2 separate regions of the Hordeum vulgare genome follow, and region 1 is linked to region 2. The links are chromatin contacts, called in public Hi-C maps. All regions are on one chromosome and are shown on one strand. The core of a region is the stretch at or near the end of the contact, and the rest is flanking DNA. Distances in the headings are between cores, read along the strand shown.

Region 1 (5,939 bases), core at 753-3,252, 260 kb after region 2:
AAACATGATTTTAGCATTTAATTGCAAATGACAACTACAGTCATACAGTACTTGGCAACTGCAGTTGTTCATACATGGCAACTGCAGTTGCCCATACATTGCAACTGCAGTTGTAAATACATGTCAACTACAACTGCTCATACATAACACCTACACATGTTCATACATGGCAACGGATCACAAGTGTGAGTGAACTTTCACTACACAACTTGTTTATTCTTTAATGACAAAATATTACAGTTGCCATTCTTTACTTGCATTTGGGTGCAACACCCACTATAGTTGCCATGCTCTAACAGTTTTCGACACAATATATTACGTGCCAACAATTTTTTCCCTTTTTTCTCACTTGTGACACATGTTGATGGCAGGTCTACAGATGTCTCGTGTTGCCAACCGTTGGTCGATGCTCCCGCGTATTGAAAATTTGTAAGTTTGCGAGTTCATGACTCCAAATTGAGTAGCAAAATGCACTTCTTTGAATTGGAGTGCTCTGTCCGCATTACTGATAGCTTGAAGTGGAGCCACTTGCCATGGGACACCGTCGTAACCTACAAACATGCCAATAAAAATGTAAGACGGATTGCCATTCTTCTATTCGAAAAAACAATCCAAGTAGAACTTGTTTACATTTTTTCACACATCCCTACCTGTGTTTGCGTTTTGCTGCATGAGTGGTAGTAGCAGGCCTGCTGAAATTAGTTCGCTATACTCTAGTACATCCCCAGGGGTGGCTTGTGGATGCCCTGAAAACCAAGAATTAGTCCCGTCTCCAGGATTCATTTTGGTCTCCTCCCTGTTTTTCAATACCAGCACAACGATTAATCACGACATGGATGAGTTTGCAGTAGCCTAATCCATGAGTAAAATGGCAAAATTATTGCATCATTGACATAGACGTGTAACATTGCATGGCAACTACAACATTTTGCAGTGGCCCACCTTTTTTTTTGACAATGCATACATGTGCATAGTTGTTGTTCAATCTGCATGGCAACTACCATGGAAACTGACGACAACTGCCAGCAAAGTGGGTTGGCAACTGCTTTTCATTTCATCTCCTCTGGATGCTCGTCTGCATGGCTACTACTTTCACTGCTCCTCCCAAACGCAACTATTGAAACTACATCTGTAGCAAGGCAACAACTACCAGTGAAGTTGGATGGCAAATTTTGCTAGGAGTTTACTCTGACTACAACCTCGAAAATTCCTACTACACATACCAATCTACTCTCGCCTGGATCTACTTTCGTCAAATGTGCATTGCTACTCTAGGGTTCCGGTTGCCATGGCAAACTTAGACGGGTGATAGCCGCTTACGATGTCAGTTTTTGGAGGAGAAAGCAAAATGACCTGATCGCACACGGGTTGGATACCTTTTGCCGTGTTCTTTGTCCGACGGGCGCTAGATTTGCTCTCGCATTCTTGCCATGGCAACCAAGGTGCAGGATGCAGATCGGGAGGTGGGAGACGGCCGGCTGGATCGGAAGGTGGGAGATGGTGCGAGATGTGTGGGGGATTTATTACGTGTGGGCCGATGGATGGAAAGCCCGAACATGGAGGAAGCGCGGTGGCAAGCCAGGTCGTGCAGGCGACCGGTCTAGCCACCGGTCGTGCGGGCTACGAGTTGAGATGCCCGAACGTGAACGTGTGGGCTGACCTGGGTGGATGCTACAGAGGGCATGCGGCAGATACCTCCCATCTACCGCACGTGCGACACATATCGCGATCCATATTTTTTCCCTGGTACTACGTAAGTTCCATGCCAGCTTCCGGTCTCCATGTGGAATGGAAATTTCTCAAGGACCTAACAGGCGTAGTTGCTGTGCAATTCCAGCGGGGTTCTCAGGAAAGTTCAGCGGCTAAAATTCCTTCAAAGTTGAGAAGAAAATCCACATTGATCTCCCAACGAGATCGCACGCGCATTCTCACGCGGCAGGCATTACAAATATGTACCCAATGTTCTTGTTAATCCATATGTCAGCCTCGCATCGATCGGCTGTGACTATTTTCGTTCGCGTGGCCAATAAGCTGTGCTTGACAACGACCCCATCAGTTGACCTGACCCGAGCACCGTGTTGCCGAGGTTAAGCTCTCAGATATTATCCCTCGCAGACATGAGTTCTGCACTCTGCTAAACACGCCGGCCATTGTCTCTCTCCTTTCTTCCCTTTAAGGTTCTTGCTTTGTGGTACAGACTAGAAAGATTTATCCTCCCATGTCAGGGAGCACTCTCCCCGGCGCACCGACGTCGGATGCCCCCCCGGATCCGTACGCGCGGCAGCAGACCTACAGCTTCAACGGGCGCGTCCTACTTATGGCCGCTTTCCTCCTCTTCGGGCTCACCATCTTCTTCACCCTGATCCGATTCTTGCTGTACGTGCTCATGGCGCGGTCGGGCGGCGGCCGTCGCCGCGGCAGCTTCACCGCCGGCATCCTGCGGTCCATCAACTCGTTCGGCGGAACTAGCGGCCGGCGTGGGCTGGACGCCTCCGCGCTCTCCGCGCTGCCGGTCACCACGTACCAGAAGGAGGGCGCCGCCACCGCCGGGGCTGACTGCGCCGTGTGCCTGTCGGAGCTCGCCGATGGAGAAAAGCTGCGGGGTCTGCCCAACTGCGGGCACTCGTTCCACGTGGAGTGCGTCGACGCATGGCTGCGTTCCAGGACGACGTGCCCTCTCTGCCGCGCCGAGGCTGAGCTGCCCAAGGGGAACGACAAGGCGGAGGTGGCGGCGCAGTCGTCGTCGTCTTCTGCGAGGGAGCCGCCGCAGCACGCGTTGTTCGGTGCAGGAGGGACCTTGATCGTGACCGTGCAAGGTGGCTTCCCGGAAACGCAAAGAGGCGTGCGTGGGTCAACATCGGGGTAGGAGGCCAGTCGGGATCTTCCTATTGGTAGATTGCAGGGAAATTTCAAACGGTACTGCGACATATGCATATACTGTAGGTTAGACCGTGTTAAGGCGTCCGTTGGATCATGCATAAGTTGGATCATGCCAAGGTCACCCATTTGTTTGTTTGTTTGTTGTATTTCGAGGAGGGCATAAGAAACTCATATGTTGTTAACTTTCTTCTTGAAAAGTTTAGAGTAAAATCTGTATAGGGTTGACTAGTCTACGTACAGAATCACGTAAAACCCTATTTATTGCAGGTTGCGCAAATAGCCGGAGCTTCGCACACGGCGGTCAAAACTGAGCCGACCCGTTCTCGTTTTATTTTTCTGTTTCTGTATTTTAGGTTTTTATATTCCTTTCTCCTTTCGTCCTATGTCCTTTTCATTTTCTCTTTCTCAAGTTTATTTTCCGTTTTTCTTGGTTTCCACTTTTATAAATCAATATTTTCAAAAAATGTTCACAATTTTAAGTTTTGTTCAAAAAATTAGAAATATGCATCTTTTTCTAAAATGTTCAAAATTCCCCAAAAAACATGTTTTAGGAAAATGTTTAGAACTTTATCATTTCTCATTCTTGTTCAAAATTTTGAAAAATGCTCTCTTTAAAAAAAGGTTAATGCTTTTAAAACTTTTTTGGATTTTTTTAAATCGTGTTTGAAAAAGTTGTTCAAATTCTGAAAATAATCTTGTTTTCAAAGAAATCTTCACAAATGCAACAAATACTTGCGCATAAAAATTGTTCAACTTTTCTAAAAAATTGTTCCGAATGTACAAAAAAGTTTCTTTTCCAAGGAACAATTAACAAATTCGAAAAATGTTCATATTTTCATAAAAAGTTCACGGTTTAAATATATTCATGTTTACGTTTTTCATGTTTTCCAAAAAATGACCGAAAATGCCACAAATTCTTCACATTTTTTGAACATGTTCTAAATTAAAAAGAAGTACAAAAAGATGTTTGAAATTTCAAATTTGGTTTGTGTTTTCAAAACTATTAAACATTTCATAATTGTTCACAATTTGCTAACTCTTTTATACTTGCATCATGGTGGAAATACAAGTCGTTTTAGTGTGTCCCAATGGGTTGGTCCAAACGCAAATTGTTGTGTGTCCCCCTTTCTATTTGACGCAACTAGCATCCATAGGAGCTTCCGGGAATCACCTTACGAAAGTGTGGGGGTTGGGATAAAATTGTGGCTTTAATCTTTTTGACCTAAGAACCGTGCTTCCTTCATCCATATTATTTTTCATCACGATACATGTCGCATTCATATCATAAAGATTAAAGTACAAGTTACGTAAAGATCGACATGACAAAACTAAAAAAATAGCAGAACATTTCTGAGCTTGACACCAACGACCGTGACCTGCCTCTGACACCACCAAAGTAGCCACCGAAGAAAAGAATGACAAATCACCTCCTCATCCAGGCTTGACGTGGCTCCATCACTGATATGCAGATTTGCGGACCTCCAAGGTGGCTCATCAAAAGTAAAGCTCTTGTCATTGAACGAATTAAATCGGGGCAACACCCTGGACACGCCATCGAACTCCACATGTGGCACCTCACCATGACTAAGATGCCAAAGAAGGAAACCATACCTACCATCCACGAACCACGAACCCAACACACGTTCTGTCTTTCAAATATCGTCAATGCAGACCACAGTCTGCATCCGCTCCAGGACTACCTCCCAAGCTCCGCGCTGACGCTGTAGCAAACATCAACAATCACGAAGCCCGAGGACATCGGTCCAACACGAGGATGTCGCCGCGGCCAAGCACATCCTTGCTTGAAAAGACTGGTTTCCAAATCTTTCCCAACCATAGGACCGATGGCCTCACCAGGGAGGCATCCGAAGAATCTTTATTCAGCATCGAGATTGTCGCCGCCAAAGCGAAAACGATGAACAACCTAAAAAACCTCGACTACGAGGACTAAAAATGATCACGAGGACTAAAAACGACCCACGTGCGTGGATCCCACGACCCCCTCACCACCGATGACCGAGGTCACCGGGAGAGGGGAGCCGTCAAAGGACGGTGCTCGAAGATTGTCTCTCTCGCGGCGGCTAGGATTGCGGTCGCGAGAGGAAAACGATCTTAGCTCACATTCCTGATCGCTGTAATGCTTGATTTCCATCCCCTGCACATATATTTATATATACACACACAATCCGTCTATTCTGCTAATATTAGCAGAATAGTTATTCTACACACACTTTTCAACTGCATGCTCAACGTTAGTGCACTGCATCCCTATGAAACGAAACACTTGAAAGTGAGAAGAAAAAATTACACGCTCTTTTTCGACACCGTTTTGGCTCCAATTTTTAAACCTTTTTCATAATGAGGCGTATAATATACCGTTGGATTGCTACGGAAAATCCACAACTCCTTCATGTTGAATATTTTTCTCCATTCCTCATGGTTTGTGAGTAGTTTCAAAAATAGTGGCCGCATGACGGACTGCAGCGAGCGTATTTTCGCGATTTTTCTAAATCGCTCTCCGAAATGAAGCAAACGATATGGATTGGAAAGATATTGTCGAGCCGCATATTTTTCATGTAGATTACTCTCTCTAATTCCTTATTCTGGGACTAATTTCAAATTTACTGAAAAACGGAATTGTGTGTTTTGAAAATTTTCACTTTTTATGGACTGTTTTCGCTGCAGTTTTTTAACCGTTCGTCGGAACGAGGCGTATGATACGGTGTTGACAATCTATGGAATAGGTGAACCTTTCATAATTTGGTCATTTGTTGAGATTCCTCGCGGTTTTAAATGAATTTTGAAAACGGTGTGGCTGTCTACGAGTTGCAGCGAGCGTATTTTCGTAAATTTTTCCAAACCGCTCATTGGAACAAAGCAAATGATACGAAGTTGGAAAGATATCGACGAGGCGCATCTTTTTCATGTAGAACACTTTCTCTAATTCCTTAAAAATTATGAGCAATTTGGAAATTATCGAAATACGGACACTATTTTTTCACGACACCCAAATCAACGCGTGAACTACATCGGATAGAAGAGTGCACTGCTTTTTGACG
Region 2 (6,541 bases), core at 3,575-6,074:
CTATGCGTGCCTAAGCACCTCCTAAGCATTGCCTTTCCCAACAAAGGTATTTAGAAAATGTCTATCATGTATTTAAAAACTGCAAAAACATGTATTTACAAAAAATTAATCATGTACTTGAAACATATTAAGCATGTATATAAAATGTTTTACATTTATATGGAAAATTTACAATGTGTATGGAAAAAATAGACATCAACACAAATATTTTAAAAAGAGTATTAATCATGTATTTGGAAGATGTTAAATATGTTTAAAAACATATTCTGATGTATATCGAAAGTATGCAATGTGTATTGAAAACAGTGGACATGTGTTGGAGAGAAAAAGGAAAATATAAGAAATATCCCAAGAAAACCAAAAAACTGGAAAAAACATATGAAAACAATGCAAATCAATAATAAAAGGGAAACGTTTATAGCCGGCAGTCCGGCCGAGTCTTCGGCCGGACGCGCGTCGTGCGTTCGATCGTGTTCAATCATGCGCCTCGCGTCATCTGGGTCCACCACGAACCATTTTTTTCTTTTTTCTTTCTTTCGCGAGCATCTTCTTCACCCGTTCTCTTCTTTCTCTCGTTCTTTTCTTCTCTCTCCTGCGCAGGGATGTGCTGCAAGACGACGCGCCATGGTAGAACCGACGACGTGCCATGAGGGACGAGACGAGCCATAGGGCCTGTGATGGGAAGTTGCAACCAGATTCTCGCGGCTACTGCAACCGGGGGGCGGCCTGTGATGTTGGACCGAGGTGTGGTGATGCTGGAACCAGCATCCATGAATGCTACAACCAGCAGCCATGGATGCTACAATCAAAAAGAGACGGACACCGATGCTTCAACCGGACATGGAAAAATGCTTCAACCGGCCTAGGAAAAGTTACAACCGGTGGCGGAAAAAGCTTCAACAGGCATGGTGGAAAATCTTCAGACCCCCATGGAAAAGCTTCAGCCATGAAAAAAAAGCTTCAACAGGCATATGAAAAGCTTCAACCGGCGGTAAGAAAAGCTTCAACCAACATAGGAAAAGCTTCAACCAACTATGAGAAAAGCTTCAATCGGCGGTGAGAAAATTTCCAACTGGAACAGAAAAAGCTTCAACCGACGGTAAGAAAAGTTTCAAGCGGCATAGAAAAAGCTGCAACCGACGATGAGAAAAGCTTCAATCGGCGGTGAGAACATCTCTAACCGGCATAGAAAAAGCTTCAACAGGCGGCAAGAAAAGTTTCAAGGGGCATAGAAAAAGCTGCAACCAGCATTGAGAAAAGCTGCAACCTGCATCGAGAAAAGCTTCAAACGAAGAATGGCTAGCTGACTATGGCGAGCGGTGGCGACGGAGCTGCATGACGGTGCTGCGATGGACGCGTGGCGAGCGGTGGCGACGGAGCTGCATGGCGTTGCTGCGATGGACGCATGGCGACCGGAGGCGAGGGCGGCGACCGACGAGGACGAGGACCGGTGACCGGTGAGAACAATACGGGGCACCAGCGGGCAACCGCCAAGCCGACGAGCTGCTTTGGCGAACGACGACGAGATGCTCCGGCGAGCCCGGGGTGTAGGGGCGGGGGTTGATGGCGCTTGCTGCAGTGTCCTCTTGCTCGGATGTGCAGCCCTGCAAGACGATAGAGAAGAAGAACGAAGCGCGAAGGCATATCCGATGGCTATCCGTCGTTTGCAGCTTAGGAATCGTACGGCCCTAGGTTGACCGGCAGAATCGTTCGCGTCGGCGCACCGGCGCACACGGGTGCCCATAATAAAAAGCACAAAGAAGAAAAAGAATCAAAACAGAGGCACTATACTATTGGGCTGGCCCGTTCACTCGCAGCTGGAGGAAAGACCGAGCTATGTGTGACATGTTGGTATGGACAAGAAATAGTAATTTTCTATTTGGCGCTATAAGCACCCCTTAACATGTATTTTATAAACGGGTGCCTCTTACGCTCCTGCACCGGATCGGCCCATCTGCTTTTTCAAATCTTACAAAAGGAGCACAAGCGGGGGATCGAAGGAGCGATCTCGGCATCAGGCTAAGCGCAAAAACAATCAAGCCACATTGACTCATATAACATCTTTTTTTTGTCTTTTCTTATTACTTCCTTCCTTTGTCTTTTTTCCTTTATTCAATTTTTTTCATTTCTTTTTTGTCTCTTTTACTTTTTTCGTACTTCTTTCTCATTCGATAATTTTGTTTCAAATTCATGATTTTTCTCTTCAAAATTGATGATTTTTTTAAAAAATTGGATGTATGTTTTTTCAAATTCAATGAACTTTGTTCCAAATTTGATGACTTTTTTTCAAATTTGATGAACTTTTTTCAAATTAGATGAACTTTGTTTGAAAATCAATTAAGTATTTCAATTTCGGTGAACATTTTTCAAGTGTTACGAAAAATTTCATATTTGATGAGCTTTTTGAAATTGTATGAACTATTTCCAGATCCAATGTTTATTTAAATTCATTAACTTTTTCAAAATTTGATGAACTTTTTCAAATTCGATGATTTTTTTTCAAAATTGATGAAGTCTTTTCAGATCCAATGTACTTTTTTGTAAAATCCTTTTTTTCAATTTTGATGAACTTTTTCAAAATCAATTAACTTTTTTTCAAATTAAACGATATTTTCTTTGAAATTTGATGAACATTTCTCAAATCTGATGAACCTTTTCAAATTCATTGATTATTCTTTTCAAAATATACGAACAAGTTTCAAATTCACGTTTTTCCACAAATAATTGAAAACAATTTAGCGATGAATAGATGGTTTTGTGCTAAAATATAGCGCGACGAAAATGGTTACTACACTTTTGCAGATGTTAATAAGCACAAACTGCAGATAGTTCGATTGGCTAGTGGTACTCGTACATGAACTCCAAGTGTGTGAGTTCAAGACATGTAAAGATCTATATTTTTTATTGTTTTTTGCATTCACTGCTCTGTGTTTTTCATGGCCCGGCCCAGCTAAGTGCCACGGAGGAGTTTTAGTACCTGAAGCGCGACATTTTCTATTTGCCGTCACAGGCGCCAGTTAATGTGCGTTTTGGTTAACTGGCGCCGGTGGCGTTCATACCGGGCCGCCATATCTAGGTGCTTGTGACGTCTTTGTTAAAAACATTTATAAACTTATTTGAATATGGATGAATTTTATTTAAATTTCAACGAAGACTTTTTAATATTGATGACTTTTTTTGCATATTGATAAACTTTTTGAAATTTTATGAACATCTTTTTGAAAATAGATGGATTTTTTTATAGATTTATGTACTTTTTTCATTTCAATTAACTTTTTCAAAAAATACATGAACGTTTTTCCAATATTTATGAAATTTTTACAAATTTGTTGAATTTTTAGAAAAATTAATGAACTTTTCCTAAATGGGGTGGACTTTTTTCATTTTCATTGAACTTTTTTCAAAATTGATGAACCTTTTTCAAAGATATGATTTTTTTTATATGGATAATTTTTTTTCTTTAAATATGTAAACCTTTTTTGATTTTATAATTTTTCATAAAAAATTAGAAAATCAAAAAATAACAGGACAACACTTTAGTGAGGCGGCCTATGCTAGCAGCACGGGCACCTGCAGCGCTGCATAGGAGCTCCCATGAAGCGTCCGATAGGAGCTCCCCAAGAAATAGCCACGGTGACGATTTACACAGTTTGATTCATTGGCAAGCCACATGTTGAACTGTTTTTTCGTCGGGGAAAGGCCGACTTAGGGTAAGTTTGGGCTGCTTCGGCCATTTTCCGGCGTCTTGTTGTGATTGAACATATTTTCTTTGAAACGTGATTGAGCATATTACATCATTTCGGGTCAAACACATTATGCACCTCTACTTCCCTCCCTGTGTGAGTTTAATTATCTTTTTCTCAAGTGCAATAGTTTAATAGATGAAGCTGCGTGTCGGTCGATGGATCTATTCAAAAGATCCGTCGCCTCCGCATCCAGTTGACTGAGGCCATCCAGCGCCCCGACTCGTCCTCACCATTGTAACAGACCTTGTGCTGTAGAAACATTTGTAACAACGGTTTTGTTAAACAGTTTTTTTTGTCAGAACTCTTTTGAAACATGATTTCCATTGTGGAAGGACTTTTATAACACAAATGATGTTATAAATTTTTTTTGTCTTAACTTTTAGCCAACACGGATGTTGTTACAAATGGACTTCTGTAACATAGATGATGTTCTATGTTAGAGAACTTTTTTGTCTTAACTTTTTTGCAACATAAATGTTGTTACTGAAGGACTTCTGTAACACAGATAATGTTACAGAAAAACTGTAAGTGACAGAGATACGCGCGTCTAGTCGTGAAGGTCTTAACTGATTGAGCGTTGGTTAATTAAACTCGTATCTGACGGCTGTGTACGTGGTGAAAGTGTACGCGTAATCGGCCGGCTGACTTTGATCTTTTTCCTAGTTTAACAGTTTATGTAGTCTAATAATATTTTTCTCAACTGTTCTCTTTCTGTTGTATATACACCATCTAGACGCAATTCCAACTCTAATCTATAAAATACTAGACACAATTCCAATAAACTTCAAATATTCTTCACCACTTTAGATTCATCCATACCTAGAACCTCCATGCACAGTTCCGATTCCGAGCTTCCGGCAGTCGTTTTGCAGCACCGTTAGGGCTCTGTTTTATTTGATGAAATTCCCATTCTCAACTCCGACGAGTCTTCAAGAATTTTATGTTCTCTGGTTTGCAAGTCAACGATTTTGCCTTGGTTGCTCAATTCCTCGAAGTTTCGTCTTGCCTTTCGCCTGTAGACTTCCTATTACAAAATTACACGACAGAGAAGTCTTGTGTAGACCGAAAGCTCAGGTATCCCTATTCAAACCACGCTGATGAAATCCACATCTCCACGTTCTCTTCTCGCCCAGTGAGCAATTTGCGTGTGATTTGCAATAGTTCTCGTCACCCCACATGTCAGCCTCGCAATCCTATTGTACACGACATTGACACCACTCGTTGACCCGAGCAGTGTCCTACCCAAGCTAATTAAGCTGTGAGAGAACACACATGCAGTTGATCAGTGGTGCTAAACCTGACACCGCTGCCTTCTTCTATCTCTTTCTTCCGTTCTGTCTCTTTGTTAGTAGGCGAGCCTTTCCTACTAAGCTTGTCGATCAGTGCCATGTCAGAGAGCACCACCATGGCTGGCGCGCCGGCCACGCCGGAAGGCGCCGGGGATCCATACGAGCGGCAGCTGAACTACAGCTTCACTGGGCGCGTCGCGCTCACCGTCGTCTTCGTCCTCTTCGGGGTCACCGTCGCCATCGTCACCATGCGCGTCCTGCTCTACGTGCTGGTGTACCGGTCTGGCCGAGGCGGAGGCCGCGGCACCGGCGGCCTCGCCGCTGGCATCTTCCGGTCCATCAACTCCTTCGGAAGGATCGGCAGCCGGCGGCACGGGCTGAACGCGTCCGCGCTCTCCGCGCTCCCAGTCACCGTGTACAGGAAGGAGGCCGGGTCCACGAGCGCCGCGGGGGCTGACTGCGCCGTGTGCCTGTCGGAGCTCGTGGACGGAGACACGGTGCGGCAGCTGCCCAACTGCGGGCACGTATTCCACGTAGAGTGCGTCGACGCGTGGCTGCGCACCAGGACGTCGTGCCCTCTCTGCCGGGCAGAGGCGGAGCAGTCCCAGGGCAAGGCGGAGGCGGCTGCGCAGTCGTCGTCGGAGCCGCCGCAACCGACGTTCCTTGGTGTAGGAGGAACCTTGACAGTGACCGTACAAGGTGATACCCAGAGAGACGTGTGCGAAAACATCGGCGGCAGGTAGTCAATCGGCATCTCCCTTTACCTAAGCTATACTGTATAATCCAGCCTCGAGGGGGACCGGGAACAAGTGTACAGTGTGACATATGTATATACAGTACTACAGTATAGGTTAGGCTCGGGATGTATTTAAGACTGTGATTATCCTTACCCGTAAAATAAATAAATAAGAGACTGTGATTTCTGTTAATGGAATGGATTCTTTGCTCTGGCCATCTCATAATCTACCACTCCATCTTGCAAGGTGACGAACTGCAGCTCAAAAGCTATATGTGGTTAAGTTTTTATTTCTTTGACGGTACATTCGGGAATGCCTAATGCAGCTCGATTTCTATGGAGCATTTTATTTGAAAGCTTTAGAATTTTTTTAGTTTAAAAAACCTGAAAAAAACACACATATACATATGCATATTTACTACTCCGTAGTACTTGTTTGGGAAGTTTCATGACAAAATACTTTTCTATGCAAGCTACTACTTCCTCCGTTTTAAAATTCTTATCTTAGATTTATCTAGATATGAATGTATCTAGCGGATATTCATTTTGGCTCTTGGGAGCATATGATCCTGCATGTTCAAAATGTGTTTTACAAATGTTGATTTTTTTTTTAAAAGATGTGTTGGTTGTCACACTCAAATGGCAGATACAAATTTACAGGTCAGAAACTTAAGTATTTTGGCCTGTGCAAAATGAACAAGTCGACAACTTTTACCTCCAAATGTTACACTTAATTTTGTTTTTTTCACCAACGAAGCACCGCTATCCCA

The links. A called contact is a pair of places that touch in the nucleus more often than the background predicts.
Region 1: a contact with region 2 is called in a Hi-C map of leaf, with 5 times the contacts expected there. The contact joins the promoter of LOC123439625 here to the promoter of LOC123439624 in region 2. A contact is called at or near these places in 2 of 6 Hi-C or Micro-C datasets (leaf and seedling).

The regions. Positions count from the first base shown.
Region 1 is chr3H:107,344,839-107,350,777 of MorexV3_pseudomolecules_assembly, forward strand. It overlaps LOC123439625 (E3 ubiquitin-protein ligase EL5-like), which reads left to right and starts at 2,003. Exons shown (of 1, transcript XM_045116316.1): 1 at 2,003-3,077. The coding sequence starts at 2,219. The coding sequence ends at 2,866.
Region 2 is chr3H:107,084,237-107,090,777 of MorexV3_pseudomolecules_assembly, forward strand. It overlaps LOC123439624 (RING-H2 finger protein ATL74-like), which reads left to right and starts at 4,825. Exons shown (of 1, transcript XM_045116315.1): 1 at 4,825-5,964. The coding sequence starts at 5,134. The coding sequence ends at 5,778.